Regions from separate parts of the Mus musculus genome. Here region 1 is linked to region 2. A link is a contact called in public Hi-C data. All regions are on one chromosome and are shown on one strand. Each heading gives the region's core, a stretch centred on a gene start, on an enhancer-like site or on the middle of the called end of the contact. The rest is flanking DNA. Distances are from core to core; before and after follow the strand shown. Region 1 overlaps Sesn1 (sestrin 1). Region 2 overlaps Sesn1 (sestrin 1).

Region 1 (6,023 bases), core at 3,227-5,726, 70 kb after region 2:
TTTACAGATGTGTGTGCTGTGCATTGACAGCAGCTCATCCCTGCGTCTCTCAACAGATACGACGACTATGACTATGGGGAAATTAACCAGCTGCTGGATCGTAGCTTTAAAGTTTACATCAAAACCGTCGTGTGCACTCCTGAAAAGGTTACCAAAAGGATGTATGACAGCTTCTGGAGGCAGTTCAAGCACTCTGAGAAGGTGCGTGCTTGTGGGCTGCCCATTGTCATCCGCAGGCTTGTTAGTCTCCTTCCCTCAAACCCACTCAGGATCTCAACGACCTGAAAAATGCCGTCCCACAGCAGCTGTCTCGGGTACCCTTGAGAGAGGAGAGCGAGGATAGACGACCGGGCTGGTCTGTCCTCAGAGATACTGGCATAGCTGTCTCCACCCAAGACTACCATTTTGGAAGAACTTTTAAAAACTGCATAGGCAGGGATGGGTGGAAGCATCTTTCTAGAAATTGATGGTTTGGCAGGGAATCCTAGAAGCCTAACAAAGCAGTACCTAGATTTTAGAACTGTGACAAATATCCAGGAAGACATGTGGTCAAATGTAAGAAGAATAAGACATTTATCCCAAAAGAAATCTGATATTGTGCTAACAAGTAAAGATGTACGCTCTTTGGTAGCACATAGACTATGCAGTCAGCCTTTCAGAGTCATGTTTCTGCATCCATAGACTGAGCCGAGTGAGGATCACGAATGTTTACAATGATTGTATCTGTGCTGAGTAACAAGTACAGTATCTGTCACTATTCCAGACCCTGGAGCAGCCACCCATCTGCTTTATGTTGTGCTCTGAGGGCTTAGACTACACTAACGCGCACTAGTGTGACACCCGGGGACTGGGTTACCCAAGGAGAATCCGAAACCATCAACTCATTAAGGGACAAGTAACTGCACTCATTTGGGACTTTGTTTTTAATTGAATGCACAGAAAACAGTGATGTTTCTAACCTGTCCTTATGTGTTGTTGTATTTTATACTCAGGTCCATGTTAATCTGCTTCTTATAGAAGCTAGGATGCAAGCAGAACTCCTGTATGCTCTGAGAGCCATTACCCGGTATATGACCTGATGCCTCTCCTCCATTAAAGATGACCCTGGAATGAACAGCACATTTAGTGTACAAGGGGATGGAACCAAGAGCCCCAGGACCAACAGTAGATAAAAAGCATTCAAAAATCCATGTGCCACAATTCCTTTAGTGTCTGCTATTTTACTGTGGGATCTCACTGCCTGTCTAGCAGTGAGCACTCGGCAGCTTTGGTGTTAGAGCTGGGAAGAAAGGCTGCCGGCCACAGTGTTTGCTTTTTGACAGACAGCACGAGATGCTGTGAACTTGTTTCAATACAGCAACTAGTAAATCTCCAGATCCCATTGCTCTGATGTGACAAGGTGACAAGACAGAGTGCGTAAAGACTGGGACGTGGCTACTAAGTTCACACATGCGGAATTGAGTGGCGCTCGGTGCTGCTGTGCGGGGATGAGCACATGGCTATTTGGCTGAGTGCTGCTACCACCTGAGCCCACGCCACACCTTGTGTGCTTTTGAATTGAACTCATGCGCATTATTTTCTTGCATCTAAAAAAGCATAGAATTTTTACTCACAGCTCAGTCAAGACCGTGTTGGCGGTAACAGTTCATTTCTTTCATTATAGTTTTTAAAATTCAGTTATTGGATGATATTGCAATGACATTCTTAAAAGATTTCCTCCAAAGAGCAATCTTAAAATGATAGTGTGTTAATTATAAGGAAAACAGGCTATCTTTTGATGTGCGTTTCCCAATATTCTCTGAGCCTGGAGGACAGCTGTCTTGTGCGGGATTTTTGGTTCCGGTGCCAACAATGTGGAAAATGTGGTTGCAGTCTGCTGCACAGGGAGTGCCAGGTGCATTCTGCCCCATGCCCTGCTGACCTCGGGACCCTGACTTTGAAGGTTATACAGCTCCTTAAAGAATAAAGCTGGAAAATATTTTAGTGAAGTTATCATATTTGTATCTTGATTTACAAAAATGCTAACTTTGAGATACAAACAGGTTTGGAAAAAAATGTATTAAGTACTTTGTATTCTGGAACCGTAAATTGATTTTGAAGTCTGTCAGTATTACTGGTATTTTTCAATAAAGAGTAATTTCCACAGTTTGCTTTATTAATTTCATGTTATACTTTAGCTTCACAGTTAGTAGCCAAATCTGAGTTTCAGTTCTGAACCACACTGGGGTCAGAGGAGTGGCAGATGATAAACAGCAGAGCTACTCTGAAACCTGCTGGTTTAAAAAGCAGTGCAGCAGGGTAGGAAACCAGGTGGCACCTTCTTCAAGGCTGTGAGAGTCCGTTGTGCATCACCACAGCTCAGTACTTGGATCCAGATATCCTGTCGAGGGGAAAAGGGGTTACCTTGGCTCATGATGCTGGGGGCTGGGGAGACTAAGCCATGTCTGGTCAGAGCCACAAGCTGCTCCCGCTCAGGACCAAGCAAGAGCCAGGCTCTTGTGATCATGAACCCATTCCTCTGTGAAAAGTAGTCGCCGATAACTGAGTGCTGTTCCCAGGACCAAGCACGTCCTCTGTCCCACAGCCCAGCTCTAGAACTTCTTTCTGGAGGACACCCTCAAATCACAGTAGACACAGTAGACCCCTTGTGGGAAACAAACAGTATCCTCAGATGCTCCTATGCGTTAGCGGTGCAGCGGTGCATGGTGCCTGCCCCTTGCACACTGACACCAGACATGCACTACAACCCCCGGCAAGACACTAAGTTAACAGCAATGCAGAGAGAAGTGTTTTGTGAGAAGCCTAATTAGGCACACAGGGCTCAGCAGAGCCCCTTCCCGGCACAGCACAGAATGAATGAAAACCACACAGATCATGCTCAGGACAGAAAGGAAAAAGTCCAGCTTCTGCTGCCAAGACTGGCTTTTGTCTCCCTTGACGGGACACTGGTGGTACTTGCTGGCATTGTTTAGATGATTCTGATGCTGCTGAAAACCAGTAAGAGCCAGTGCACTGGAAGAACACAAAGTATGGCGTCTGCAGGCAGATACTGGGGCAGCAAAGGGCGCAGAGGAGCAGCAGGAAAACTGCAAGGCAACTGGAAAAAAACAAATTTCATGAAAATCTTAGTAGCCATTGCCTGTAATCCAGACGTGGGGGTTGATGCAGACTTAGGATACCTAAGCAAGTCTGAGGCCAGCTTGGGGCACACACCTGAAAACATGAGACAGTACCTGGAAACCAGTGAAAGATTCCCACTTCATCAGACATGTGAAAACTGCTGAATGTGAAGAACAGGCCACTCCATGCCAGGCAGGAGCAAAAGAACGAGGGAAAATGAAGGACTGAAAGGGTATTCCAACACCGTGCGGCCAGCGCACATGTGAGAAGTCTTAGATGTGAGACAGGGAAGCTATTCAGAGACAAAAAATGCTTGTTTGCTTGGCTTGGTGGCACCAAGGACCTCAATCATACTAGACAGTCACTCTACACTGTGCTCCATTTCACAGCCCTCATTTGTCCTTCCACTCCAGACACTGGGCGGATAAAGGGTGGCAAGTGGTGGGATACCTTTGTCAAGCCTGGGCCAGATGATGTCTCTGATAAATTACAGACTTAGTGCAAGAGGTTTATTGAGCGAGAGCAAGGGCTGTCTTGGAGTGGGCACATGAGGAAAAGAGAGGCAGACAAACAGAGAAACAAGGTGAAGGAAAGAGAGATGGTGGGTCGGGGGAAGGTGAAGGGAAGAAGCAGCTGGGGTGGCTGGGGCCCTTTTGGGCACAGCATACCCGGTGGTGGCAGCTGCTGCTAGGTCCCTGAGAGCAGGCCAGTGGAAATGCCCGTTTGCTAACAAACACTCAAATTCTGAAGAAGGAAACAGATGCAGTAATTAAAGAAGCTCAGTGAACATCCGATAAAGCCACCGAGCCAGTAAGGAAGCCCGGACACTGTTGTATAGTCAAAGTATTGAGCATTCAAGACAGAAGCCTACAAGCAAGGGAAGAAAACTCAACCTGTAAGGGTGTAAGACTTGTAGCTTCCCAGCAGAAACTGTTCAGGACACCATACAGAGATGGTACATTAGGAGTACCAAAAGAAATCACCTGCTAATCAGGAAGGCAACTGTCAGGGGCTCCCAAAGGTGAAGGGAGTTATGACTTTTCCACATAAGCCAAAGCTATGGGGATTTATTACCATTAGACCTGCCCTACAAAGGAAACTTCATCTGGAAGGCAAAAGGATAGTATAGGCAGTGGTCTCTCCAGTGTGGGGCTGCATGAAATCAAAGTTCAGCAAAGGTAAACATGAACAAGTTTATGACAGAGTCGCTTGTATAATTCTGGGACTTATACTCACTATTAGTTCTGATAGAGTTCAAAAATGACAGGCATGAATATAAATGGCTATGTAAATGGCTATGCAGTATGTAAATAGTATGTAAATAGAGGTATAAGTGCGGCTATAAAGGCATAGTTTTTGTATGTTAAAGTTGTTACCAGTTAAAAATAGACTGTTACACGATTACAGTGCTTTCTACGCTTCCCATGGTAACCACAAAGAAAACATGGCTAGAATAAATACAGAAGGGAATGAACAGATAATAAAAGCATGTCACAAAAACAGAAATAAAAAGTGAAACCCAAAGAAGGCCGAGAGAAAATGAGGGCTAAAGGGCAACAAGAGAAGGAGAAGCTAGTTAAGAGCAGCAAGTCCTTTCCCGTCCATAAGTGTGTCAACTATAAATGGATGTGCAGGCATAACTGTGGATCCACAGGCCAACTGGATAGCTTTGTAAAAGCATCTATACGCTGCATTTAAGGGACTATATATATATAAAGGAGCACATATTAATATCCCACACAAATGGAAGCCAGAGTACAGAGATGGTTATACTACCATCAGGCAAAGTAGATGTTAGTCAAAAATTGTCACAAGCATGAAAATGAGACTGGTTATATCACTATGTAACCCAGCCGGTCAATTCAGCAGAAAGACTTGATGGTTACAAACATACACAGCCAGCTATCAGAGCTCTAAAATACAGAAAACACAAGAAACAGACATGTACTCGTACAGTATCAGCGCCTGACATCGGTGCCCACTTTCAACAGTGAGCAGACACCAAACCAAAGGTCAGAGAGGAAAGAAAAGGCTTGACCAGCACAGGAGGCCCTGACACACAGAGCTTCCATCCGCCGCAGCAGAAGCCACTCTCTTTCGTGTGCACACGGGCCATTCCCCAGGACTGACAGGCAGACAGCCCCTGACCTGTATGCTGATGACAGTGACACGAAGTTAGAAATCATCAACACAAGGAACTCGGGGAACCCACAAGGATATACAACTTCGACAACAGCGTTAATGGGTCAAGAGAAATCAGGGGATTTGCAAGCATCTCTTTTTCAAAAGAAAATTTAAAATGCAGTGCCTAAATGTACTGGCTCCACTCCAAAGAGTGGAGACTGAAGCTACATTAAAAGGAGCATTGCTGAGGGAGCATGGATGGACAGGGAGGAAAGAGAAGGGGAGGAAAAGAGAACGGGGAGGAAAAAACAGGAGAGTCAATCCTATCACAAGAAACCAGGGAAACGAAACAGCATTAAGGATTATCAAAGTTTTTTTTTTTTTTTTAAAGGATTGACACAATTGATAAACCTTTAGCCACATTAACTAGAAAGAAAAGTCAAATAGTTGAAATTAGAGGGCTGTCAAGATAGCTCAGTGGTAAAGGCTCTTGCTGCCTGCCATGCCTAAAGACCTGAGTTCTATCCTTAGAGAAAGGAAGAGAACTGACTCAATGATGTCCTCTTCCCTCTACAGTATCGCTGTGACATTCGATGGATGCATGAGCCTGCACGCATGTACACACATACACACATACAGAGGCGTGCATGCACATACACACCCAATATATGTAATATACACATACAGCAAACTTTATGCAGATTAGACATGTATAACATATATAACATAATATATATAATAAGGCCTGCATCAGGACCAAAGTCCTGATTTTAGACTCT
Region 2 (6,352 bases), core at 1,430-3,929:
TTCTTCAGATGTAGAATTATAAACAACATGATTTTATTTCTCCTGCTTATTTCAGAACTGACATTCATAATAGATAAAAGGATGGAATTAATTTTAAGTTTTCATAAGATTCCCCCTCTTAAAAAAAGAAAAGATTCCCCCTCTTTAAAAACATAACTATGGAGTGAATATAATTGAAGTATACTATATAAATGCATGAAAATACAACAAAACCCATTCTTTTGTACAGTGATTACATACTAATAAGAAAATGGGACTAGCTTTTAAGGATTCTTAAGTACAAGTCAACTGTGTAAGGTGTTTTCTGGATCTGGACGATGGGGCTGCAGGTAAAAGCACTTGCTGAACGTGCCTGAGAGCCTCCATTCAGTCCCTGCGACCCATGGTGCCTGGATATACCTGCCTACCAAAGTCTCCTGGGGTCTCCACATGTTACCCCAGCACACACACACTCACACACACACACACACACACACACACACACACACAAATACACACAAACGCATGCAAACGATAAATACTTTAAAAAGCTACCTCCCACAAATGCTTAAACTTCAATATCTTTGTCTGCAAATGGCAACATTTCCTGAGAGGAGTTTGTAGATCCAGTGGGAAGACAGTCAAGAGATGACAACACAGACTCATGCTACAAAGTATCAGTGAAGGCTTAAAGGTACAGGCACATGCATGTGCACACAGTAAAATGCACAGCAACAACAGCATTCAGCTGTGAACATCAAAGGTCAGTGGCTCACCCCAGTACCATAACAGCGGGCCTGTTTTCAGTGAGGGTGGCCTCTAGCTCCCCCTGCTCTCTGTTAGCTGGCCTTCTCTGAGCAGCACTCCAGGCCTCTCCAACCCATGTGCTCAGATTCTCTTGACCCTTCCACTTGGGGGCAGTTTTGCTGCCTTCTAGTAACAAATCTTATGAGACTCACTAGTAGCTGTATAGGACAGTCAGTGCTAATGTCACCTAACCATAGTTAGAGTGGCATTGGGCAGCCTGCAGATGCTGGACTAAGTTTAGTCATCCATGGCCTACTTTTTCTGACCAATACAGCTAAGTGCCTTTTAGGGACTTTTTTTTTTCTCTAAAACAGATGACTTCATTGTCATTGCTGTGTAATTCTGTGTGACATTTTTCTAGGATCATTATAAAACTCTTTGGTACTAAATAAATGAACAACAACAACATCAAAAAAGAGTCAATATCCTCTCAAAAGAAAAAAAGCTTAACATGTCAGGCAGGCCATGTTTCTCTTCCTTCTCCAGTTGGAAGTGGTAATGTTTGATAAAGAGATGCTTGAAGGATGGCACATACAGATCAGGAATGTACACACAGGAGGCCCCTTGTAAACTTAAGTTCAGCATTTCCTATAACACTGGCTTAGGAGCCTGCAGTCTCTGTGCAGAAACACAGATTCCCATTCACTGGGGCTCCCTTCGGTGCTTTCAGGCTGAGAACTTAGGGGTGACTGGTAGACCAGATTAGGTCAGAGTGCAGTGGAGAGGCTGAAGGGAAGTCCCCGCTGTAGTTTACTGTGCTGTTCTGCCTCTGAAGGCGGAGTTGAGCTTCATTGTTATGGTCTAAGCCTGCAGTCCTGTGAGCGGAAGAAATGTACACATGGCAGAAAAACCTTATGAGGCTTGTAGGGGCAGCAGAGGGGAGAATGGAACCAGGGCTGGGGAGATGGTTTAGTCAGTAAAGTGCTTGCCTCCCAAATGCAAGAGCCGGAGATAGAGCCCATTAAAGGGCTGGGCATTGTGGTGTGCACAGAGAAGGGGGATCCCTAGGGCTCCTCACTGTCTAAAAAGTTAGCCTAATCGGTAAGCTCCAGGCTGTATTGGGATCCTCTTGGAAAGCAGAACTGATAGAATACACACACACACAAAACAGAGAGAGAGAGAGAGAGAGAGAGAGAGAGAGAGAGAGAGAGAGAATATGAATATGAATATGAATGAGAGAGGGGTGGGGGAGAATTTATTAAGGTGGCTGACAGGTTATGGTCCAGCTAGTACAGCAATGACTCTACAAGTAGAAGGTCCAACACTCCAGCAGTTGCTCTGTCCACGAGTCTGGATGTTAGACATGCTTTTGAATGTATGCTGGAATCCTAAAGAAGCTGGCTGTAATACCAGTGAAGGATGGACTTGCCAGTGAGTGTGAGCAAGCTTCCCTGGGAGTCATTTTATACCAGGAGTGGCCCAAGTTAAAGGTGGCTCTTTCCACCTCAGATGATCTGGTTAAGACAGGTGTGCCCTCCTGATTGGGTTTTAGTTCATTGTAGAGCAGATGTAGTCTGGTGTCCCAGCACACGTGTCATGTGAAGGCTTGGTCACCAGCTGGGTGGCGTCTTGAGGATGAAACCTGTGGTTGACCTCTGGCCTGCACAGATGTATGCACATACACTCCATACACATACACACATACATAAAATATGAGATCTGAATTCATCTTCATTCCACACACAATAAAAATAAACATGAAACTGACAGCATTTTAAGGTAAAAGGAAAGGCATGTGGGTTTCTCTGATGGAGACTGGCGTTAAGATTGTATCTGCTTTTCTGGGTCCTTTTCCTTCCTTTTTTAATATTTTGTGTGGCCATTGTAGAAAAGACTGTATTTTAGAACCAAAGAACGGTTCCATATTTAGCAACCCATATTGCATTAGTTCTGAACAGATGTCTCTGGATAAATATTAAAAGCAAACCAGTGATTATTGGGCTGGCAGCGATCATATTTCTATAAAACAGCCTTTTTCTTTTTCTTTTTGCCTGTTTGACTGTGATTAAGCACTCTTATTAGCATCCAGTTTATTCCAGCTGGCCTCAAAGATTCTACTTTTTTTTTTTTAATGCCTCAAGGTTAGAATTAAATTTTCTTACACTTAGTTTTTAACTATAAGAGGTTCCTCAGATTGACTAGAATGTTAAGTTATTGTCTGTTGGGAGCCGCGCCCACATTCGCCGTTACAAGATGGCGCTGACAGCTGTGTTCTAAGTGGTAAACAAATAATCTGCGCATGTGCCGAGGGTGGTTCTTCACTCCATGTGCTCTGCCTTCCTCGTGACGTCAACTCGGCCGATGGGCTGCAGCCAATCAGGGAGTGACACGTCCTAGGCGAAGGAAAATTCTCCTTAATAGGGACGGGGTTTCGTTTTCTCTCTCTCTTGCTTCTTACACTCTTGCTCCTGAAGATGTAAGCAATAAAGTTTTGCCGCAGAAGATTCTGGTCTGTGGTGTTCTTCCTGGCCGGGCGTGAGAACGCGTTTAATAACAATTGGTGCCGAATTCCGGGACGAGAAAAAACTCGGGACTGGCGCAAGGAAGATCCCTCATTCCAGAACCAGAACTGCGGGTCGCGGTAATAAAGGTTCCCGTAAAGCAGACTGTTAAGAAGGATTCAACTGTATGAATTCAGAACTTTTCAGCTGGGGAACGAGAGTACCAGTGAGTACAGCTTTACGAGGTAAGTCTGATCTTGAACTTTCTAAGGAAATTCAAGACAGTCTATCAGAAGTAAAGTGGAAAATGGCTTTGCAAGGTATATTTGGCCTTGAATTTTTTCTAGTGTTAGAAGCCCTTTTGTTCCTTTTCACATGTTATCAAGTGGTTAAGGCAGGGCGGATTCTAGATGAAATTCAGGACAAGCTATCAGAAGTAAAGCGGGGAGAGAGAGTAGGAGCAAAGAGAAAATATGGTACACAAAATAAGTATACAGGCCTTTCCAAGGGTCTTGAACCCGAGGAAAAGTTAAGGTTAGGTAGGAATACCTGGAGAGAGATTAGAAGAAAAAGAGGAAAAAGGGAAAAGAAGAAAGATCAATTAGCGGAGGTCTCTAGGAAAAGGAGCCTGTGCTCATCGCTGGATGGGCTCGGGGAGCCAGCTCTTAGTAGCTCTGAAGCAGATGAAGAATTCTCCTCTGAGGAAACAGACTGGGAGGAAGAAGCAGCTCATTATGAGAAAAAAGGGTACCAGCCAGGTAAAGTGCTAGCTAATCAGTTAAGGAAGCCAAAAGCGGCTGGCGAAGGCCAGTTTGCTGATTGGCCTCAGGGCAGTCGGTTTCAAGGTCCGCCCTATGCGGAGCCCCCGCCCTGCGTAGTGCGTCAGCAATGCGCAGAGAGATGCGCAGAGAGGCAGTGCGCAGAGAGGCAGTGCGCAGACTCATTCATTCCCAGAGAGGAACAAAGGAAAATACAACAGGCATTTCCGGTCTTTGAAGGAGCCGAGGGTGGGCGTGTCCACGCTCCGGTAGAATACTTACAAATTAAAGAAATTGCCGAGTCGGTCCGTAAATACGGAACCAATGCTAATTTTACCTTGGTGCAGTTAGACAGGCTCGCCGGCATGGCACTAACTCCTGCTGACTGGCAAACGGTTGTAAAAGCCGCTCTCCCTAGTATGGGCAAATATATGGAATGGAGAGCTCTTTGGCATGAAGCTGCACAAGCGCAGGCCCGAGCAAACGCAGCTGCTTTGACTCCAGAGCAGAGAGATTGGACTTTTGACTTGTTAACGGGTCAGGGAGCTTATTCTGCTGATCAGACAAACTACCATTGGGGAGCTTATGCCCAGATTTCTTCCACGGCTATTAGGGCCTGGAAGGCGCTCTCTCGAGCAGGTGAAACCACTGGGCAGTTAACAAAGATAATCCAGGGACCTCAGGAATCCTTCTCAGATTTTGTGGCCAGAATGACAGAGGCAGCAGAGCGTATTTTTGGAGAGTCAGAGCAAGCTGCGCCTCTGATAGAACAGCTAATCTATGAGCAAGCCACAAAGGAGTGCCGAGCGGCCATAGCCCCAAGAAAGAACAAAGGCTTACAAGACTGGCTCAGGGTCTGTCGAGAGCTTGGGGGACCTCTCAGCAATGCAGGTTTAGCGGCTGCCATCCTTCAATCCCAAAACCGCTCCATGGGCAGAAATAATCAGAGGACATGTTTTAATTGCGGAAAGCCTGGGCATTTTAAGAAAGATTGCAGAGCTCCAGATAAACAGGGAGGGACTCTCACTCTTTGCTCTAAGTGTGGCAAGGGTTATCATAGAGCTGACCAGTGTCGCTCTGTGAGGGATATAAAGGGCAGAGTCCTTCCCCCACCTGATAGTCAATCAACTGATGTGCCAAAAAACGGGTCATCGGGCCCTCGGTCCCAGGGCCCTCAAAGATATGGGAACCGGTTTGTCAGGACCCAGGAAGCAGTCAGAGAGGCGACCCAGGAAGACCCACAAGGGTGGACCTGCGTGCCGCCTCCGACTTCCTATTAATGCCTCAAATGAGTATTCAGCCGGTGCCAGTGGAGCCTATACCATCCTTGCCCCCGGGAACCATGGGCCTTATTCTCGGCCGGGGTTCACTCACCTTGCAGGGCTTAGTAGTCCACCCTGGAGTTATGGATTGTCAACATTCCCCTGAAATACAGGTCCTGTGCTCAAGCCCTAAGGGCGTTTTTTCTATTAGTAAAGGAGATAGGATAGCTCAGCTGCTGCTCCTCCCTGATAATACCAGGGAGAAATTTGCAGGACCTGAGATAAAGAAAATGGGCTCCTCAGGAAATGATTCTGCCTATTTGGTTGTATCTTTAAATGATAGACCTAAGCTCCGCCTTAAGATCAACGGAAAAGAGTTTGAAGGCATCCTTGATACCGGAGCAGATAAAAGTATAATTTCTACACATTGGTGGCCCAAAGCATGGCCCACCACAGAGTCATCTCATTCATTACAGGGCCTAGGATATCAATCATGTCCCACTATAAGCTCCATTGCCTTGACGTGGGAATCCTCTGAAGGACAGCAAGGGAAATTCATACCTTATGTGCTCCCACTCCCGGTTAACCTCTGGGGAAGGGATATTATGCAGCATTTGGGCCTTATTTTGTCCAATGAAAATGCCCCATCGGGAGGGTATTCAACTAAAGCAAAAAATATCATGGCAAAGATGGGTTATAAAGAAGGAAAAGGGTTAGGACATCAAGAACAGGGAAGGATAGAGCCCATCTCACCTAATGGAAACCAAGACAGACAGGGTCTGGGTTTTTCCTTAGTGGCCATTGGGGCAGCACGACCCATACCATGGAAAACAGGGGACCCAGTGTGGGTTCCTCAATGGCACCTATCCTCTGAAAAACTAGAAGCTGTGATTCAACTGGTAGAGGAACAATTAAAATTAGGCCATATTGAACCCTCTACCTCACCTTGGAATACTCCAATTTTTGTAATTAAGAAAAAGTCAGGAAAGTGGAGACTGCTCCATGACCTCAGAGCCATTAATGAGCAAATGAACTTATTTGGCCCAGTACAGAGGGGTCTCCCTGTACTTTCCGCCTTACCACGTGGCTGGAATTTAATTATTAT

The links. A called contact is a pair of places that touch in the nucleus more often than the background predicts.
Region 1: a Hi-C map of the G1E-ER4 cell line shows a contact between it and region 2, with 2.7 times the contacts expected there. The contact joins two enhancer-like sites. A contact is called at or near these places in 2 of 15 datasets of contacts at CTCF or cohesin (hippocampal excitatory neurons and pro-B cells), 46 of 484 Hi-C or Micro-C datasets (the C2C12 cell line, CD4 T cells, CD8 T cells and 29 more), 6 of 115 datasets of contacts at active chromatin or transcription factors (the HPC-7 cell line, embryonic stem cells, heart atrium and 3 more) and 2 of 9 other capture datasets (adipose tissue and liver).

What each region holds. Positions count from the first base shown.
Region 1 is chr10:41,906,280-41,912,302 of GRCm38.p6, forward strand. Sesn1 (sestrin 1) reads left to right here. Exons shown (of 10, transcript NM_001162908.1): 9 at 57-201; 10 at 993-2,157. The coding sequence ends at 1,079. It also overlaps a transcript of Armc2 not described here. Among named protein-coding and RNA genes, the nearest start is that of Gm33058, 50 kb to the right of the region's middle. Within about 2 kb of position 4,477, at least 38 of the 459 cell types and tissues checked have an H3K27ac peak or open chromatin away from gene starts, as enhancers often do. A contact at or near this core is called in the G1E-ER4 cell line, where this site is marked.
Region 2 is chr10:41,837,587-41,843,938 of GRCm38.p6, forward strand. The region is part of intron 1 of Sesn1 (sestrin 1); the gene reads left to right. Among named protein-coding and RNA genes, the nearest start is that of Sesn1, 30 kb to the left of the region's middle. Within about 2 kb of position 2,680, at least 12 of the 459 cell types and tissues checked have an H3K27ac peak or open chromatin away from gene starts, as enhancers often do. A contact at or near this core is called in the G1E-ER4 cell line, where this site is marked.